Regions from separate parts of the Gasterosteus aculeatus genome. Here region 2 is linked to region 1. A link is a contact called in public Hi-C data. All regions are on one chromosome and are shown on one strand. The core of a region is the stretch at or near the end of the contact, and the rest is flanking DNA. Distances in the headings are between cores, read along the strand shown. Region 1 overlaps LOC120834723 (solute carrier family 2, facilitated glucose transporter member 9). Region 2 overlaps adamts9 (ADAM metallopeptidase with thrombospondin type 1 motif, 9).

What was found. Hi-C and Micro-C count contacts between places; a contact is called where the count stands out from the background.
Region 2: a Hi-C map of skeletal muscle shows a contact between it and region 1, with 13 times the contacts expected there. The contact joins two enhancer-like sites. A contact is called at or near these places in 3 of 6 Hi-C or Micro-C datasets (skeletal muscle, tail fin and whole body).

The regions. Positions count from the first base shown.
Region 1 is chr17:15,771,712-15,777,589 of fGasAcu3.hap1.1, reverse strand. It overlaps LOC120834723 (solute carrier family 2, facilitated glucose transporter member 9), which reads right to left. Exons shown (of 12, transcript XM_040202944.2): 9 at 5,589-5,690; 10 at 5,429-5,504; 11 at 5,230-5,357; 12 at 4,472-5,118. The coding sequence ends at 4,933. Among protein-coding and RNA genes, the nearest start is that of LOC120834723, 8.4 kb to the right of the region's middle. Within about 2 kb of position 2,944, at least 2 of the 9 cell types and tissues checked have open chromatin away from gene starts, as enhancers often do.
Region 2 is chr17:15,852,503-15,858,380 of fGasAcu3.hap1.1, reverse strand. adamts9 (ADAM metallopeptidase with thrombospondin type 1 motif, 9) reads left to right here. Exons shown (of 40, transcript XM_040202908.2): 30 at 1,219-1,398; 31 at 2,757-2,927; 32 at 3,103-3,297; 33 at 3,634-3,763; 34 at 4,030-4,124; 35 at 4,684-4,778; 36 at 4,938-5,071; 37 at 5,460-5,551; 38 at 5,727-5,831. Among protein-coding and RNA genes, the nearest start is that of prickle2b, 9.8 kb to the right of the region's middle. Within about 2 kb of position 2,865, at least 1 of the 9 cell types and tissues checked has open chromatin away from gene starts, as enhancers often do.

The DNA.
Region 1 (5,878 bases), core at 1,695-4,194:
ACTGCTTTTTCTTTTAACATTTTAATATAATACATTTTTATATCCATTTTTTTCTAATACACTTTTGTTCATTTTTTTCCTGCCAATGTTCATCGTCCGTTGAATCACATTGACAGCACTGCGGTTCATTAAGGCCGGACAGAGTATGCAGTGTCTGCAGAACAGACAGACATCCTTTCATTAACCCCGAGGTATGTGGATAAACAATGAGCAAATCAGGTGAGGCAGTGGAAATGGACAGAGCTCCTCTTTACGGTTCAGGCAAACCTTGTTCACTGGTGCTAAAATGGCTGCTTGCATAACAATCTACCTGTATATCTTCTCACCCAGCTACCTTCTTTATCCCCCTAGATTTTGTGAGGTCGAGGAAGAAGATGGAAGAAGAAGATGAGTTAGCCATGGAAAAAGAATCACATATTTACTATTTTGTCCACTTGTGTGCCCTACATCACAGTCACTATGTATTACGGTACCATAGTTTCAGAAATCCTAATTAAAAAACAAGCTACAAAATATAGAAACAAGTTTTTATCTATAGACTATATTAGCTCTGCCTGTACATCAAAATCCAATTCAGTTAGAACGTTTAGCAGTTTAATTAACAGCCACACATGTTAGGTGCCTGTGTGTCTCTGTGTATGTCTGCGTGTGTTACGGCCCACATGCACATCCGTCATGAGTTAAAGCCGTTTGAGTTGTTTTAGGAGACTCTAAAAGCCATCATTACAGGTCCTTAAGAGCAGATCGGCTGCAAATTACAGCTGCGCTCTGAGCAAACTAAAATAGTCTGATTCAATTATTTACAAATGAAGAATGCCAATGGGGTGTTAACGCACACACACACACACACACACACAATGGGCTGGTGAATAGGAGACGCGTGACAGGACTGACTGAGGCCTTAGCAGCAGTCTTCCCTCCTTCTGCCTCATCATGTGTGTTCAATTACTGTGGCAAGAATACTCCAGAACATTGTCAGTTCATCCCAAAATAAAGATATTACAGTGTACTACTAATTAAATCTTTTTTTAGAATTCATTATAATTATTAGGGAGCCTTTTTCTCTTCCCTTTGGTGTGACATCCCCATGTTCTGACGCTATAACTGAATAGCCATTCGGGCAGTCTTAACTTATTTTTTAAGTTAAGACTGCCCAACCTATATTTTTTGCCGACCTGCACAGCAGACACAAAGCATAGTTATCGCCAACCAGTTTTCAGGTTTATTTACATTCAAGCAGCTCCTAACTGTCTGAAAAAAGAAATGTTAGTTAAGCAGTCAAGCAGTGTTAGACTAGTAGACCTTGACTAAACCTGCTAATCTGGCAATAAATTCTCACACGCTTAAGTGTGACCTTTGCCCTCCCACTGGCCTCAACTGTGACCGGTCAACACTTCGTACGCCACTCGGCTTCACCCTTTAGACTAATCGTGTTTCAATAGACATGACTTTTTCGAAAGGCAATTTATACTGTACATAAGAATTAGAAAACACACTGTGCACCATTAATCAGAGGTTACAATACGTCTCATTGGGGCCCTCATTAGGCCTGATTGATGTCTTCCATTCACACTGAGAGAAATAGTAACAATTCATTTCCAGTGTTGGTTCAGCCTCATCTGACACATTGCGCGGCGAAATGCTGCCAGGTTTGTGTTAATCCCCGGCGCCAATGGCCCGAGGGGCACCTCGCCATAAGTGGAGAATGGCATGCTGGGTATCTCAATGCTGCGTTGCCAAAAGGCTCTGTCTGGTTCATGATATCAGCCGGCTTCACCCCTCCTCTCTGTGACTCATTAACAAGCTCAGGATCCAGGAGGGATCCCATCTGTGTGCCACCTGTACAAAATCATCACCGATTACAACATTTAATGCAGGACACCATTCCCATTTGTTCCTAAGTTTTCTTCAATAATATCAATTAAATATCTATTCCCTTGATTGCTGTCTTTTCTTCCTTATCTTCCTCTTCCCTCACCTCTCTCTGTGTGTATCTCACTGTTTTACAGAATGATGGATGGACCAATCTGCCAGCCAGCTGTAAATGAGGCAGAGAAGTTCTGTGAAGTCAACTTTACAGCTGTTCAAATGATTCAAATGATGGAGAACTGCCATCTTTTGTAACCTTTGGTGGGGTTTTTTGGGAAGTTGTGTTATGGATGACATTTTTATTTCAGACGGTTTAGGTTTTAATATTTCAGGATTATTCTTTCCTATATTTACCTTCATTTACAGGTATGACCTTTATTATGTTAAACCTGGTGCTTTTTCAGCTCCAATTTTCTAAGATATTTGTACTATACTATATCTATATTATATAGTAACACTGGAATCTTAAGTATTTTTAATTAGCTTCCTCGGATACAAGGTTTCGCTTTTTTTCACATTGGGAAACTATGGGTATTGTTATTAAGTAATCCTTAGGATCCCAACGCAAATTTGCTATAATTCTACTTCTACCAAATCAACAAATATATATTGCTTTAGGAAAGTTTTCATTCACAGAGATTTAAAAGGTAAGTTGTCTTTCGCTGAAGCAACAGAATGGCATCACTGTGACCAACTAATTCCTTCGACATCTGCTACTCATCCTCTTCCACTTAGGCAAAGTAGATAATCGTCAGAGACAATGGACGATTTAATCAGGTGGATTTTTGTGCAACCTTTGCACTAATAGTTTCATTCAATAATCATATTCACATGGCGTACATAGAGCAGCATGTGTAAGCCTATTTCCTGGAGAATAGCACCATTTTTTGCATATCCAGAAATCATGCAATTAGACCCAAGAATAAACAAACAAACTCGAGGCTTAAGAGACGATGACTCATTCAATCTGTAATAAACCCGACTCTAGTCGCTCCTCTCTTATTTGCAGTGCTGCCAATGAGCTCAGTGTTGCCAGGGAAAAAAACTGAATTTTAATGCCCCTCATTGTTTTTTTAAACTTTTCTTTGCTATGCACGGGTTCACCACTGGAGGAGGACATAACTTTCTTTTGGAGTCTCTGTGAAAGATGGAAAAACCCTGAGAAATACCAACAGGGAGCATTGACAGAGCGTCAATGGTCTATTTTTTATTCATCCCTTGCATGCATCATTTCAAATGGCATAAAGACAATAACAGATAAATGGTTTTAATAAAGAGAGAAAAAGCATCTACAATGAACCTGATCACATGTTATAGAAATATAATAATAGTTTTCCGTAACTATTTACAACTTAGGCTAAAAAGTTAGTTTAAAATGTGCCAAATGTTAAAGGTTCTACCAGTAAATGCAACTTTCCACTTTCCATCAGCTTCATGGACGTCGCCTTAATTCCTGCAGTGGTTCAACATCTCTGCCTGCTGGTGTAACGGAGACATCACAGCTGTAAAATAGTTCCACTGAGACCGAGAGTCAACTATTTAATTTAGCGCTACATTTAACTGAGGTTGGTGTTTCTCAAGATTCTGGATTATAGATATATGTGTCTTGGGCATTCTTCGAAATCAAAGAAAATCCATTCATATTTGGTTTGTTCCTCATCTGTGAATCTTGCCACCAAAAAAAATGCAAAATGGATACAGGGACAACCTAAGTCTGCAAGAGTAAACCGCTCACGTTGTTTCTCAAGTTAGTCGTCCAGATGTTTATACCACAAGCAAGGAAAGACCTTCAAGGACTCATATAACAAAGGCTGATGTTGGAGGAGAATGGCCCGAAGAAGGAAAACTGTCCAGGATGCAATGCTGGCATGATGCTGTACATGAGCACAACATTAAAAATACTACTGAGTCATATTCGTTTCTCCAACAGTTAAGAAGTAGTGAATATATTGACAACGTTCTCCACTTGTGTTACTGGCGTTTTATCTCAATGCTAAATAGCAGCAGTAGTTTAGCACTCTCCCATTACTGTCACTTGGTCACAGTTCTCACTTTTGAGAATAAGGTACAAAAGTAAAATAAACCAGTTAAACCTCAGTGTGAGCATGAAAGGGATAACACCAAGGTCACCGACACAAAGCCTCTGGAATACAACCTCCACTTTGAGCTCAGATTGCACTGAGAAGGATGAAAATAAATGAAACACTCTGCAAGTCATTTTCCATTGATTTAATTCCCTGCTATGGTCCGAGAACAGAAAAGCAGAAGAAAAAAGTCTAAAGGGAACAGGGAGTGATTTATTGCTGGAGACCAGGGGGAAGGAAACTTCTGACCTCTTAGTGACAAACACTTTGCCGCTGCAGGTGACGTTTTATCGGATGTGGGTAGCCCAAATAACAGCAGTTTCACTAGTATGAAGCTGGTTTGCTCTCATTTTGCAAGTTTAAATAAAACATCAAGATTGAGCATAATTTGCTTGAACTCAGCAATTGGATTTTTCATCCGTACTCAAATGTATGATGACTTTACATTCCCTCAATGACTCATTGGAGAAGTACGAGTCAGGAAAGAAGAAAAAACATCTGTGATGGTCTTCAGCAGCTTGTTTCAAAGATCTTTCAAAACTGCCATGTAATGAAGTCTTTCATTTATTAAAATCCAAATGAGCAGCTGAGGTTGTTCGGCCACAGTTCATTTGTCAAGCACGTGATTTCAGTGACATTTCAGTGGCAAAGTACAAGTAGTCTTCGGTTATTCCATGGAAATCAATTGCTGTTTTATTGTTTTGTGTCTTAGGTCAAAATAGCATTGAAAACGTGTGCATTTTCTCTTTGCACAAGAAACAGTCATACTGAATATCATGACATGCACAAAGAATGACAGAAATACCAATACGTCTGCATTAGTGACCTGTAAGCGTAACCTGTTGATGGACATTGTGCTGTGTTATAGGTTTGTCTCAGTCATTTAACTTTAACAAACCATAAACTTTTACCTCTTGGTCACACACAGCCACACTCGTTTGTGCATTTAAAATAACAGTCGACTGTATCTGGACTGCGATCACAACTTAGTTTCCAATGTCTTTTCCTCTGAGAAGGATTTCCCACAGACGGTGATGGCTTTGAAGTCAGCAGAGATCTCCAGCATGGTCTTCCCTTTCGTCTCAGGCAGGAGGAAGAAGGTGTAAAGAAAACCCAGCAGGCACACGCAGGTGAACAGCACGAAGCAGTACGAGTCCAGGGCATCCTGGGAAAGAAGAATCACAACATAAAGCATCAGAAATAACCTCATGTTTAAATGTTAAATGTAAATAGTGATGTTTCTTTTGTCCGTTGGTGCAATGTTTGTTGTACTCACAATAAGGAATGGAAATACTAGGCCCAGTACAGCGTAGAGCAACCAGCGTAGTATCCCCAATAGTACAAATGCAGCCAGTCGGTCGGACTGGATGAAGATCTCACTGTGGAGAGTGCTTGAGGCTCCCCCTGGGTGAACCAGAGACACAACTTAGGGGAACATCTTTTCTATGTGAACCAAACTGCTGTGGGACACATACCAGGTCCCCCACAAAAGAAGATGATGAAGAGGAAGATCAAACCAGTGGAAAAATATGGAATCCAGTAGCTGGAATCCTGCATGAAGAAACATTTGTATTATGCAAATATCAATACATTCTTCCATACTAACCAAGCAATCTAGAGCAAACATTCTCCTACCTTCAAATTGAGCATGACAGTGAACAACAGCAAGCTGGCAGACATGAGGCCGTAGCCCCCCCAGAATAAAGGCCTCCTCCCACTCTGCTCAATCAGCAGCCCCTGGGAGAGGGGAAGGTACGAGAAAAGATGTTTCGTCCTTGTGCAGAACACAATGTCAACCAACTTTGATGCTTCTGATTTGTGTGTTTACACTCAGTATCCACAGTTTATGCATCCTATGTGCCAATCATTTAAACACAGTCGGCTTTCCCACGTTACTTTGTAAATGTTCAGTGTTGATGTTTACT
Region 2 (5,878 bases), core at 1,616-4,115, 81 kb before region 1:
AACCACATCTGACACACGTCAAAGAGGATGTGCGCTGGCTCTAAACAGCTGCAGGGCAGCACAGAGCATTGCTCCACACAGTGAAGCGTGGTTAGCCAGGATGAAGCACGCAGCGTAGTGGTTCAACGACAAATAATACACAATGAAATACGTTTTGTTGTGTCACATACGAATGGACATGTCGGTATATCTAGATACTGTAATTGTATAAACTCAGGAACCTCAGCTCAATCTTTGATCATATGTTCATCACTTGTTGCTCCCATAACCTGCAAAACATATGACCACATTTGATGCTGTTCTCAGTCATGTACAAATAACCAGAAACTCAAAGATTGTGATTCCACCCGCAAAAGGACCCTCCTAAAACAAGGTATCAGTTGACATCAGTACATAGCATGCCATGCATTAGCCCCACGAAAACAACTAGGTTGCTCAGGATCATCCCTTGAAAGGAGACACAAAACAGTTACAGTTAAATGTTGCCTCCAAATTCATGAAAACAAAGTATTAAGCAGCAAAAGGAAAATGTTGAAATATCCCTGCGACAAGACATGCGGTTGAAGATGAGATGAGAAATGAGAGGACGTCATTGCTTATAAAACGTGACTTTGTTCCTGGTCATTTGGTCAATGGAATAGAAAAACCAAGCAGATTATCATTCTTTGTGTTTTTCTGCGGAAATGTATGAAAACACAAAACCATCCACTTCTCAGGTTTGCTCTTGAATACTTCCCATTTCTGTAAAATAAAAAAAGAGAAACATCAGTTACAAACACCTTAAATAGGAACATGCGGGTGTTGCTGCAGCTATTTAGTCGTAACATTATTTCCCTGATAATCCTGTGTAATGAATTATGTCACTTCAATATGAGTTAGAATACCAATGTCTAATTCTTAGAAAATTAAAACATTAAAACATCCATTTCCATATTAGCCACACCTAGACCGAAACAACGATTAAGGAACTTATATCAATAGCCACAATACTTTCCAATTTATTTCCTTACAGATACTATTGTCAATTTCCTTACACATAATATCCTATTGCTATCCAACAAATGAGAAATAACTTTCACTAGTGGAGCTCACGAGGATATATCTCGATAAACATGAGTATAAGTCGATCATCTGATATGCAGTGAAACAATAAACTCTCACTGAGCCGGTTAGTACTTTATATATTGTTATATTAGTACTCATCTGACCTGCGTGCAGTGTTCGGCGTCGTGCGGCGACGGCCTGCAGCGCCGCGAGGTGCTCTGCCCGGCCGGAGGCCGCCGGATCCCGCCGGAGGCCGGCTGTCCCCAGCGCTCCCGGCCGGCGTCCAGCCGCAGCTGCCGGGTGGCCGAATGCCCCTCTCGTCGGTCCCAATGGAGAGAAGGAGACTGGCGGACGGTAAGCTGCGGCGACCCGCGTGCTACGGAGAGAAAAAAACCCGGGTCCTCCGTCTCCGCCGGGCGGGGATGAATCTGCTCAGTCATGTCTAATGAGTCAGGAGGCCACAAGGGAGGAGGGGAGGAGAGGAGAGGAGCGGAGGAGAGGAGGGGAGGAGAGGAGCTGCTGCTACATGGCCCCTAAATCAGACGATTCTTTCAGGCAGCCCGAGGCTCCTGTGTGAAAGGGTTCATTCCTGACAAAACGCCAATTGGCAAGTTAGCTTCTTCTTCGTTTTTAGAGATAGTTTAAACATCTAAAAAGTGAATGTAAGTAGGCTAAGAGTAAACAAACGCACCACTGTAATCTAAACATCTACTGACCTTCGACCTGTCAAACACATGAACACACACTGCTTTCTGCCAACTTTGCAAGAGAGATCAATCTCTCACAAGAAATAACTGCATTATAAAACCATCCGACTTGTGTGAAGTGGTCCAGTGAAACAGAGTACAGCCGTGTAGGACTTTTGTTTCATTTAAATTTTCTTAATACCTAATTGATTTTGAAAATGTGTATAGTATTGTAATCTATCTATTATCTGCACCCCACTCAAAGGTAAAGAGTCTTGCAGTTTTAATTATGATGGACAAATACCTGCTGACCAACGTTGAGCTATTTCCAATAGTAGATCCTTGTTGAGAGTTGGGAATATTAGTACATGCAGCTGCAGCAGGACGTTTTCCTTGTGTTCAAGGGATCCGGGTCACTGAGCTGCATGAATAGTGTCCTCGAGAAGCAGAGTCTGATTCATCTGGGGAGGTGTTTGGAGCTCTCTGCCTGGGTGTTCCAATTAGCAGCTGGCAGTGATTACAACAGCTCACGTGCACGACGTGACATGCCTCTAATGTTGGATACGCTCTTCTCACTGTGGAGTCAATCCTTAGATTGTTTATAAGAAACGTTTACAGTTTACAGTGATGTCACCTGTTGGTTTGTGGACTGCAGATCTTTGGAGCCTCGAGTTAAGCATTTTTTGGTTGTTGCAAGCAGAAGGGTGGACGACGACGTGGAAATAAGAACAACTGAAATTAAATCTCACTGTAAAAGAGCGTAAACTTGTAAGTCGAAAACGGCTTTATCTTATATTTTACTTTAAATGGGACAAACCTGTTTTGACATCTTTACACTGTAGTGCTACGGGGCGAATGCACTGCTTCACACAAAGACACAGATCTCAAACCTCAGCGTCCCTTCCCCCTGTTTGCTGCTGGATAGAAGTGAATACAGTAGTTGGGTCCATTCTATTATGTCGTAATGTTTTGTCTAACACCATTCAGCAAGATTTTCCATTTGCCGTTTTCTTGTGTCCGTTACAGTGCAGCAAGTCGTGTGGAGCGGGTCACCGGCGACGGGCCTTGCAGTGTGTGGACCACAACCAGCAGCAGGTCCATGAGATGTACTGCGTGAACCAGATCAGACCTCCAGACCTGGAGAGCTGTAACACCCACTCCTGTGAATCGACCTGGATCACTGGGGAATGGACGGAGGTGAGAACCAGAGAAGCAGTGACGTATTCCCACCACAGACCATTGAGATCTCAATTGTTTCCTATGCACAGTAAACGCGTTACTCTTTGAAAAAGATTGTACACGTGAAATCTCCCGCGTTTCCTGCGTGAAGTACAGTTGTTATTTCCTGCCGGTGATTTCTCCTCTCCTCCAGTGCTCAGCCAGCTGTGGACAGGGCTACCGCCAGCGTCCGATCTCCTGCAGCGAGGTGCCTGTGGAGAATGACAACTATGAGTATGGCCATCAGTCCTTGTCTAACTGCCAAGGGACCCCCCCCGAGATCTACATGCCTTGTAATCTGGACCCGTGCCCGGCGCCACAGGAGTGGAAGGTTGGAATCTGGGGACCGGTGAGCGAGTCCATATTCTTAATGTTGTCCAGTCATGGACATCAGTGTGACGTCCAGGCCGAGCATGCACGTGTGTGGTCGGATGCCACTATAATAAACGGAAGTCAGACAAACACTTCTTAGTGTAATTGTGACTAATTCTAACTAATTGTATTGGCAGTTACATAGTGCATGTAGTTATATATTATAATATTTATCAAAATGAAATGAAGAGACCATCTCCCTGCGTTTGGCTGGCGACCAATCCAGAGTTTACCTCGGCCTCTCACCCAAAGTTGGCTGGGATTGAACGACTGTCCTCCACAAGTGTGATGTGGTTCTCCTCCTGCCCTTCAGTGTTCGGTGAGCTGTGGGGACGGAGTGATGGAGAGGACGGTGCAGTGTTGGCCAGCAGATGGTCGGCCAAGAAACAGGTGTTCTCGAGACACAATGCCAGAGACCAGAGAAGTCTGCAGAAACCCAAACTGTGAGTACTGCGAGGCTAACGGGCTCCCTGAATGTACCCATTATTCAGCATGGCTCGTCTTCATCATCTCGGCCTGTAGTGAAAAATTCATTTTGCGAGGCGATCAGTTAAGATTCACTGTCTTTACTGCACTTTGGTTGAGATCACTGAGTGAGTAAATGTGTGTTTGTACACTGCACACGTGTGCATAAACCCCAACTTGCTGTTCTAATTGAATTGCTGGCATAATGAACCTGTTTCTTTTCTACCTCTTTTGTGTCTCCAAGGCCATTTTCCTTCTAGCTGTCAAGAAGTCCAGAGGATGAATGGCCCGCTCCCAGACAACGAACACTTTGTCAATATTCAAGGAAAGGCACTCAAGGTAAGATTAAATTGACCTCATTAGGGCACAAAGAAGACATCCGGTTTTATGTCTTCTATTCTATTCCGTTTCCTCCGCTCCTCACTGACATTTTTCTTCCCGTTTCTAATCTGCATTTCTAATCTTCATTTCTGTTGTTTATTTAACATCCCACCGCCTCCACCCCATTGGTTTCTTACTTATCAAGGGCGACTGTGGGTGAGTGGGGAGCACGGTCATCCTCCAATCAGAGGGTTGTGGGTTTGATCCCAGGCCCGGCTAACCCGCATGTCGTTGTGTCCTTGGGCAAGACACTTAACCCAACATTGCACCTGTAGCTGCGACTACAGTGTGTGAATGGTAGTTACTGATGGCAGGTGTCACTGTGTATGGTTCTCCTGTCATCAGTGTATGAATGGGTGTGAATGGGTGAATGATGTCGTGTAGTGTTAAAAGTGCTTTGAGTGGTCAGAAGACTAGAAAAGCGCTATACAAGTACAGGCCATTTACCATTTACTTATCCTCTCTCTGGACACAACCTCTCCCTGTCCTCCACCTTCTCCGCACTCTTTCACCTCAGGTCTACTGTGCAGGAATGCAGACAGAGACTCCACAGGAGTACATCACCTTGACAACGGGAGACGGGGAGAACTTTTCAGAGATCTTTGGCTTCAGGTAAACAGCCCCCAGGATAACAACGGGAATAGTCTCTTTCATTATAAACATCCAGCTGACTTCTGGCAGTGTTTCTTTTGGTCTGTAAATGAAGAAATTCCTCAGTAGCGTCGTTGTTGAGCGAAGGTATTTTTGTGTGTGTTTGTGTGTGTTTCCTAGACTCAATGACCCCACCCAGTGTCCAGCCAACGACTCCAGAAGAGAGGACTGTGACTGTCGGCGAGACTACACCGCCGCCGGCTTCTCCACCTTCTCCAAAGTCCGCCTGGACCTCAGCAAGATGAACATCATTAGTGAGTGGCTTTCTCACACACGCACGCACACACACACACACACACACACACACATAAACAAAGGATACAGCAGCATCCTGTGCCAGCGGTAACTCTACATTACTCTCAAATAAGAACTTCCTTTACTGTTTAATTATGTCCATGCGGACAGGGGTTAAATGGGCTCAAGATGTCAAGATTACAAGGCTTGAGGGAATTAAACGGGACTGCTGTAAGTGGATGAAATTATACTGATATTGCCATTAGGCTGACCCCAAAACTAAGGCCTGATTTACACCAGTTAAAGAACACAAGTTAAGATGACTGATGTTTGTTTCTAGTTATAAAAGTTCAGGTCCGAGCGCGATATTTGTCACATGGTGCTTGATTGGTTCATCTTGTTACTTAGCTACAGATTGGCGGTTCGCCGTCACCGTGGAGGGGAAGAGTGTTCCATTTGCTACTGCCGGAGACTGCTACAGCGCCGCGCCTTGTCCACAGGTGAGAGCAACAGCAGCTGTTAATTAAATGACCGGGGTGGAAATTAATCAAACCATCGCCGCTGCAGACTGTAGGCTTTGTCTTACTAGGTGGTGTTACCAACAACATAATCGATAGCTCAGTTCTTTGTTGTGGCAGAACTACATTTGATCTTTCTCTCTGCCTCTTCTTTCAGGGGCGGTTCAGGATCAACCTCTCGGGAACAGGTTTTAAAGTGGCTGAGGACTCTTCGTGGATTTCCCAGGGCAACCATGCAGTGGCTGATATACGGAAATCACAGGTATTGGCAATGCGTTACATAGAAAAGGCTTTCCGAGTGCCCCCTCC